Linked DNA regions of Capra hircus: region 1 is linked to region 2. The links are chromatin contacts, called in public Hi-C maps. All regions are on one chromosome and are shown on one strand. Each heading gives the region's core, a stretch centred on a gene start, on an enhancer-like site or on the middle of the called end of the contact. The rest is flanking DNA. Distances are from core to core; before and after follow the strand shown. Region 1 holds the start of FGFR1OP (FGFR1 oncogene partner). Region 2 has its middle 59 kb from the start of RPS6KA2.

Region 1 (3,564 bases), core at 797-3,296, 140 kb after region 2:
TTTTCCATCAGTTACGGACAAAGTCTGAAATGCAATTATAAGTACAGAAGGGAATGCAAGTTCTTGATAGTATAAAAATAAAACTTGAACTAAAACATGGGTGGAAGAGAGTATAGATACACTAACCTCCTCACCTCCCTTTGCAGGGAGCCGATAGGCAATATGTAAATTTATAAGTAATGACTTAGGTAAATAATTTAAAACTCACAAAAATCTTCCACTGTTAAAAGTAAAAGTATGCAATTTTTAAAATTAGTAGTTGAAAGAAAAGACAAATTTTTATTCTTTGAAAAGATGATTTTTATGGTTGATGGGTCAGGATATATATTATTTAGAGTTAAAAAGAACCAGAAGAACTAAAAAAGAACTAAAAACAGACTTAATTGTATTAATAGCTGGGGGAGACCTGGGTTCGATCCCTGGGCTGAGAGGATCCCCTGGAGAAGGGAAAGGCTACCCACTTCAGTATTCTGGCCTGGATAACTCCATCGACTCTATAGTCCATGGGGTCACAGAAAAGTCAGACACGAGAAGGTGATGGCACCCCGCTCCAGTCCTCTTGCCTGAAAAATCCCATGGACAGAGGAGCCTGTTGGGCTGCGGTCCATGGGGTCTTGAAGAGTCGGACACGACTGAGAGACTTCCCTTTCACTTTTTACTTTCTTGCATTGGAGAAGGAAATGGCAACCCACTCCAGTGTTCTTGCCTGGAGAATCCCAGGGACGGGGGAGCCTGGTGGGCTGCCGCCAAAGGGGCCACACAGAGTTGGACACGACTGAAGTGACTTAGCGGCAGCAGCAGCAGGGTATGGTATCAGGTGAGACCTAGGTGAGTAGGGAGGATGCAGATACTTTTAGCATTTTCTGCTTTCTTTTTATTTTAAACCACTGGTATGAGTAGCTTTCATAACAGACAAAACAAATGCAAATAAATCAGAGCCTATTACAAAGAATAGCTGTGAAACATCCTTAAAGAGAATACTGCTGCTGCTGGTAAGTCGCTTCAGTCGTGTCCGACTCTGTGCCACCCCAGAGACGGCAGCCCACCAGGCTCCGCCATCCCTGGGATTCTCCAGGCAAGAACACTGAAGTGGGTTGCCATTTCCTTCTCCAATGTATGGAAGTGAAAAGTGAAAGTGAAGTCGCTCAGCCGTGTCTGACTCTTCGCGACCTCATGGACTGCAGCCTTCCAGGCTCCTCTGTCCACGGGATTTTCCACGCAAGTGTACTGGAGTGGGGTCTACATAGGAGTTAAAAAGAGAGAGGCAGAATATATATGTACCCTTCAAAAAAATGATCAGGATTTACTGAGTGAAGTTAGTAAATTAAAAAGCAGTAAGCATAGCTTCCAAATTAGGGACGTGAAGAAAGTACTTGGTGTAACACACCCACGTGCAAGGCTGTCTGGAAAGGCACATGTCAGTTCGAACAGACCTGCCAGGAACCGCGCCTTTTCCTTTCTCATCTGTAGCTCAGATGGTCACCTGCAGGCCAGCGCGTTGGAGCCCCGGGCTCCTGGAGAAAGTCGACTCTGAGGACCGGCTGCAGACTCGCCGAGCGGGCGTCGGGGGATTCTAGAATCTACAGCTTTCCCCTTAAGCGCTAGTGGTTTGGGATCACCTTCCTCCACACGTGACAGCGCAGCTGTGAGAACACGCAGGGTGGAAAGCACAGCAACGCAGCGTTTGCACGTCCACACACCCTCCAGTGCACGGCGCGGGGAGGTGTGCGCTCCCGACGAGCGTGCACACACACCTACCCTGCACGCACACTTCGGCCGCACCTTGGGAAGCCAGTGGGGGACCCAGGACTTCAGCCCGTCTTCCACAGCAGCGACCCGCGGGCGTGCACCTGACACCATCCAAAGGCCACTATTTCCCCCTGCCTCCCGGCCGAACCCCACTTTCCACCCGGGCCCACCCCTCAAGCCTCTGGCCTCTGGGGACCGGGAGGCCCCGCCCACCCCGCCCCGCCCGAGGCCCCGCCCACCGCGCGCCGCCAGAGGCCCCGCCCCGACGTGACGGCGGGCTGCGCGCCGGCGCCGGGGGCGTGGTCTCGGCCGCGCGCCCTGAGGGCTGAGGCGACCGGCGGCCGTTGGCGCGGCTTGGGCGGTTGTCTTGGAGAAGCAAGATGGCGGCGGCGACGGCGGCCGCGGTGGTGGCGGAGGAGGACACGGAGCTGCGGGACCTGCTGGTGCAGACGCTGGAGAACAGCGGGGTCCTGAACCGCATCAAGGTGAGGCGGGGGCCTGGGAGCTGGCGGGCGGCTGCGGGCCGCGCTCGCGCGCCGCAGGGCCTGTGTGGACGCCGGCGTCACAAAGGGGCGCGGGGCGCGACGGACGGGCCGCCCGGGCTGGGGTCCGAGCCGCCGGCCACCTCGCGGGGGTCGGGGGTCAGTCACGGGGAGCCCCAGGCGGTGCGGCTGTGAGCGGACGAAGGGGCCCAGCCGGCTTCAGTCGCAGGAGGCCGACCCCGGCGTCCGGGGTCCAGTCTGCCGCAGCCCCGCCTGGTTCCCACTGCACGTTTGGGGTCCAGTTGCTCACTGTCCCGTCTGATCCCCACTGCACGTTTGGGGTCCAGTTGCTCACTGTCCCGTCTGATCCCCACTGCACGTTTGGGGTCCAGTTGCTCAGTGTCCGGTCTGATCCCCACTGCACGTTTGGGGTCCAGTTGCTCACTGTCCCGTCTGATCCCCACTGCACGTTTGGGGTCCAGTTGCTCACTGTCCCGTCTGATCCCCACTGCACGTTTGGGGTCCAGTTGCTCACTGTCCCGTCTGATCCCCACTGCACGTTTGGGGTCCAGTTGCTCACTGTCCCGTCTGATCCCCACTGCACGTTTGGGGTCCAGTTGCTCACTGTCCCGTCTGATCCCCACTGCACATTTGGGGTCCAGTCTCCCGCAGCCCCCTCTGGTCCCCACTGCACGTTTGGGGTCCAGTTGCTCACTGTCCCCTCTGAACCCCACTGCACGTTTGGGGTCCAGTCTCCCGCAGCCCCCTCTGGTCCCCACTGCACGTTTGGGGTCCAGTTGCTCACTGTCCCGTCTGATCCCCACTGCACGTTTGGGGTCCAGTCTCCCGCAGCCCCCTCTGGTCCCCACTGCACGTTTGGGGTCCAGTTGCTCACTGTCCCGTCTGATCCCCACTGCACATTTGGGGTCCAGTCTCCCGCAGCCCCCTCTGGTCCCCACTGCACGTTTGGGGTCCAGTTGCTCACTGTCCCCTCTGAACCCCACTGCACGTTTGGGGCTCATGTGTGCGCTGCTCCCTGCTGGTCCCTCCCCGCCCCCGATCGTCCAGTCGCCCACGGTGGTCGAGTTGCCCCCCGCTCCTTCGCTCTCCCCCACCTCTGGCCTGAGCTGCCGGTTGGCCAGCCTCTCCAGCTTTCTGAAACAAGCGGGTTGCGGATGTCCAACAGCTTGTTTCTTGGGGTGTATTTCTCATTCATTCACATTACTGGTGGGCATGAATAAGGACTGGAGATCACAGCTTAAACCAGAGAGATGGGTGCTGGGAGAGAGAGTGCCGCAGGAACAGTAGCCTTGAGAGCTTGTCATTTTCTTCA
Region 2 (3,961 bases), core at 213-2,712:
CAGGACTCCGTCTGTCACCCACCAGCCTCCTTTTCTTTGCCTTCGTTCATTTCTACGAGCGAGAAGAATCACTGCTGTTCAGTGCGGCTGGTCTAAACGTGGATCGTGATGAAGTGTAAACAGTGAGCTCGATTTTCCAGCAGACACGTACTTCCCTGTGCATCCCTGGGCTTCCCTATAACGCTGAATAAAAGTTTTGCTAAGACTCATCAGCTGAAAGTGAAAAGTGAAAGTTGCTTAGTCGTGTCTGACTCTCTGAGACCACACTGACTGTAGCCCGCCAGGCTCCTCTGTCCATGGGATTCCCTAGACAAGAACACTGGAGTGGGTGGCTGTTCCCTTCTCCAGGGGATCTTCCTGACCCGGGGACCAAAGCTGGGTCTTCCACATGGCAGGCAGATTCTTTACCATCTGAGCCACCAGGGAATTCTTTTCTTGAACAGGTTATAAAATAGACTGAGAAAAGCTTATGAAGAAAGTATGAAAGGCCAACTTCCTGCCACTACAACGCATCTCATTTTCCGAGTTTACTGACATTAGGATTCAGTGTGAAACGGTATGGACATCTGTCTAGTCACTAGGCTGAAATAATAGAACCATCCTGAGATTTTATATAGCCAGAGATCGTCGATCATTCACTTCTCATTACACGATTTTTATGTCTAGTAAGGAAATCTAATTCATTCAGGATGATGGTATTGAGGACTTTTTTCCCAACCAGATTCTTCAGACTGGGCTGCTAATAAAAATACAGTGAGACTCAGAGAGGAAAACCCTAAGCATGTGAAAAGTAAAATGCTGGCATTCAGTAATAAGTGTTTATGTCAGCAAACAAATGCAGGACTAGCCACTCATGGCCCAGCTTTGTCTGCTCCAAGATTACAGGTCCTGGAACACAGGGGCTGTGCAGGCCCCAGTCCTACAGTGAGTCACCGAGAAGCCGTCACTTCTCAGAGCAGCTCCTGAACTGCACCAGTTCTGGTGACCCACCACCTTGATAGGGCCAGGGAAGCAAGACTCTTATGAGAGTCCAACATGCTGACAACCAGGAGCAGTTCTGTCTAGTATGAACAGAATGTGGTTTGATGCATTCACGTAAATTAAATAAGCCTGACCCGCACCCAGGCTTCTGTGACCTGTTTGGAACCCACAGGGATCGGGCCATCGTACCTGCCAAGCCCGTGGAGAATCTACAGGCCGGACAATAAAAGCTGCCCCCGTTCCATGGGCGCAGGTCGAGTTATTATTGCTGGGAGACACAAAACAGCTGTAAGTCCATCTTATAACATCCCTTATCTCTAATGTCAGTATTTCAACCAGACAGCTGCTCAAAATCCTACAAGAAATCTACCTCCACCTAAAATGATTCATTTAGGCCAGATTCCTGGAAAAGCTTCCAGGGGACCCTGAACTCCACACACAGTGGAATCCTGAAGCTGGCCGGCCGCCAGCCCCCTGGCCCCTGGTGTGGACAGCACTGGCTGCCCAGCGTTGCAGCCCTGCCCAGCTCTGATGTCTCATTTGCTCATTGTGAAGGCAGAGAAAAGAGATTTCAAAGAAGTGCTGTGCGTGAGGTCACATGCATCACCTCCCACCTCCCCAGTGGCCTCGGATTCAGAATAAAACTCAGTCTTCCTGGATTGCTGGGTGACATTCCCAGGGTGACACGCAAGACAGACCCCTGCCGTACAAAGACGTTATTACACAACTCCAGGCAGCTCTGGGTCTCACCCAGAGCATCAGAGAATTCAAATCGTACTGGGGGAGGGGGGTTTCCACTCTTCCAAAAGCACACCACAGCTGGCTCTGCTGGCCTTCGGGCAGCATAAAATAACGCCCAAAGTGAAAAAGACTTCACGTTGAATGTTTTTGAAAAAATGTAACTGATATTCGCGTGGAGAAAAGCAAGCCACGGCGGTGTCACTTACCTCCGCCAATGCAGCTGTCTTCGTCTCGAGCGAGGGCGGGTCAACCTTGTCCTGTGGGGGCAGAGAGTGAAGAAAAGTCCTTTAAGTCACAGGACTTCCTGGACGGTTGCTGCTCGGGGAGGATGGCTACACGGACACTCACCAAGGCTGGCAGCTTTTTGTTTCTGAACATGAATCTCCACATCGCTGTCAATAACTTGAGGAGTTTCACTAGCTCTCAGAAAGCCCGTCAGTACAAACACCGAAAGAAGGGAACTTGCAAACTTTTGAGCAACTTTTACATTCAGCCAAAGGAAGTGATGTCCCATCCCCAACCTCAAGATGTAACCGAAAAAAAAAAAAAGTCACTTATTAATCTCCAGATGCACAGCCTTCAGCTAAGGAGCTGTGGTTATCACTGGGGGCCGGCCAGCATCTTAGGGTGACCTTGAGGCCCTCTGTCCTACGGAAGGTGCTCATTCAGCAGTAGCAGGCAAGACTTCTAACCTGTAAATAGGCTAACGGACACCTGATTAAAATTCCAATCACGTTCAGCCATAGGGGTTCGGCCTGGAGACGCACACAGCTCCCTGCCTCCCCTTGTCTAGACTCAAAACTCCCATAACCTGAAGACTTTACTTAGCACCATGACTTGAGGTCTTGAGAACAGAAACCACGGCTTTGCCTGCGTCTGCACACAGCATCCTGGGGGCACGCTTGTCATTTTCTGCTATAGTCTTAATTTCTCCTGTGTTCTCTGTTCTGAGGTTCGAATCCACCAAAACATGAGCTGGAGAAAGTGGGCAAACATATCTCTTTCACCCTTGACTAGTAACTGTGGCTCAAGGATCAGAAGACAGAGAGGCTGGATCCCCCCCGACCACGACTTTGGCCCCTTCCTGCCTAACGGGCTACAGGAAGGGGCCCTGTGGGGACCCCAGCTCGAGAGAAGCCCGTGGTTACCAGCACCGCGAGTTCACCTGCTTCACTAGCGTGTCTTCACGGTGACGGGGCAGGTGCCGGCCACGGCTCCCGTTCCCTTGAGTCCCTGCCTCTCCATGGTGGGTGGAGTTTACAAACTCCCAGATCCGGTGACACAGAGCATCTGGATGTGGAACCCCAGCCCATCAGCGCCTGCATCGCCTCCAGGTGCGGCCAAGACTTCGAGCCCCGCTCCGCGGCCGTGTGTCCTTGCTCTCCGACCCCCAGCTGGACGGTGAGTGTTGAACGGCAGGAACACACTTCCTTCTACGTGACTGACTGCTCGTTTCTGCAGCTCCTACACTGGCCTTCGCCGCACAGGACATTAGGGGCAAACGTCTGTGGTCTCTCTCCCCCCAGTTTCTCCCTCCTCGGCAAATGTCCCCTTTCCTCCTGTGGGAAGCAGATTCCACGCAGTCTGGTGAAAGTGACCCCACCGCTGCAATCCCCCACCACGGGCAGGGGCGTGACTCAGGCCCCGTCATTCGCCAGGTGCCGTGCCCAGCACGGAACCCAGGCCAGGGAAAGCCTGTCCAGGCAGGAGCCACAGGGTCACACCGTAGATGCAGAGTTTGTTGGCCTGGAAATGGGCCTCGGATCAAAGAGGGAGACAGAGTCAGCGTCCTGCTGACAGTTTCAGGACCGTTAGATTCAAAGCTGCCAGAAGTCATCTCTTTTCAATGACAGGAGGAGATAAACTGCCAGTCTGAGCAGCCAGACTGAGCTTCAGCCAGTCTGAGCTGGTTTCTGCAACTTGAAAAGGAGCCCTAAGGACACGGAAGTGGTGCATTCACAAATAAATGCCTAACAGCGAGAAATGGGGGCCCCCAAAGCCCCACAACTCCACTCGTCCCCCCACTACCTTTCTCAACTCACAGCCAACCCCCAAAGGAACGCCTTCTCGTGCAGGGTTCGCCCTGCAGAGTCTCCTGGCCCGGCCATCTGGAAACCCGGGGACCGTGCGCACGGACAGAGCACGCAGTGTCTGGGACTCTCCCTGAAAAAGGTTTGCTAAATTTTGCATAGCCTTCCTTTAGAGTCATTGGTCCTCTTTCCGCCTCATTTTCCGGGTC

What was found. A called contact is a pair of places that touch in the nucleus more often than the background predicts.
Region 1: a Hi-C map of blood shows a contact between it and region 2, with 7 times the contacts expected there. The contact joins the promoter of FGFR1OP here to the enhancer-like site in region 2. A contact is called at or near these places in 3 of 5 Hi-C or Micro-C datasets (all in blood).

The regions. Positions count from the first base shown.
Region 1 is chr9:89,268,591-89,272,154 of ARS1.2, forward strand. FGFR1OP (FGFR1 oncogene partner) reads left to right here and starts at 2,047. Exons shown (of 13, transcript XM_018053465.1): 1 at 2,047-2,234. The coding sequence starts at 2,130.
Region 2 is chr9:89,128,304-89,132,264 of ARS1.2, forward strand. No RefSeq gene overlaps it. Among named protein-coding and RNA genes, the nearest start is that of RPS6KA2, 59 kb to the left of the region's middle. Within about 2 kb of position 1,463, at least 1 of the 5 cell types and tissues checked has an H3K27ac peak or open chromatin away from gene starts, as enhancers often do.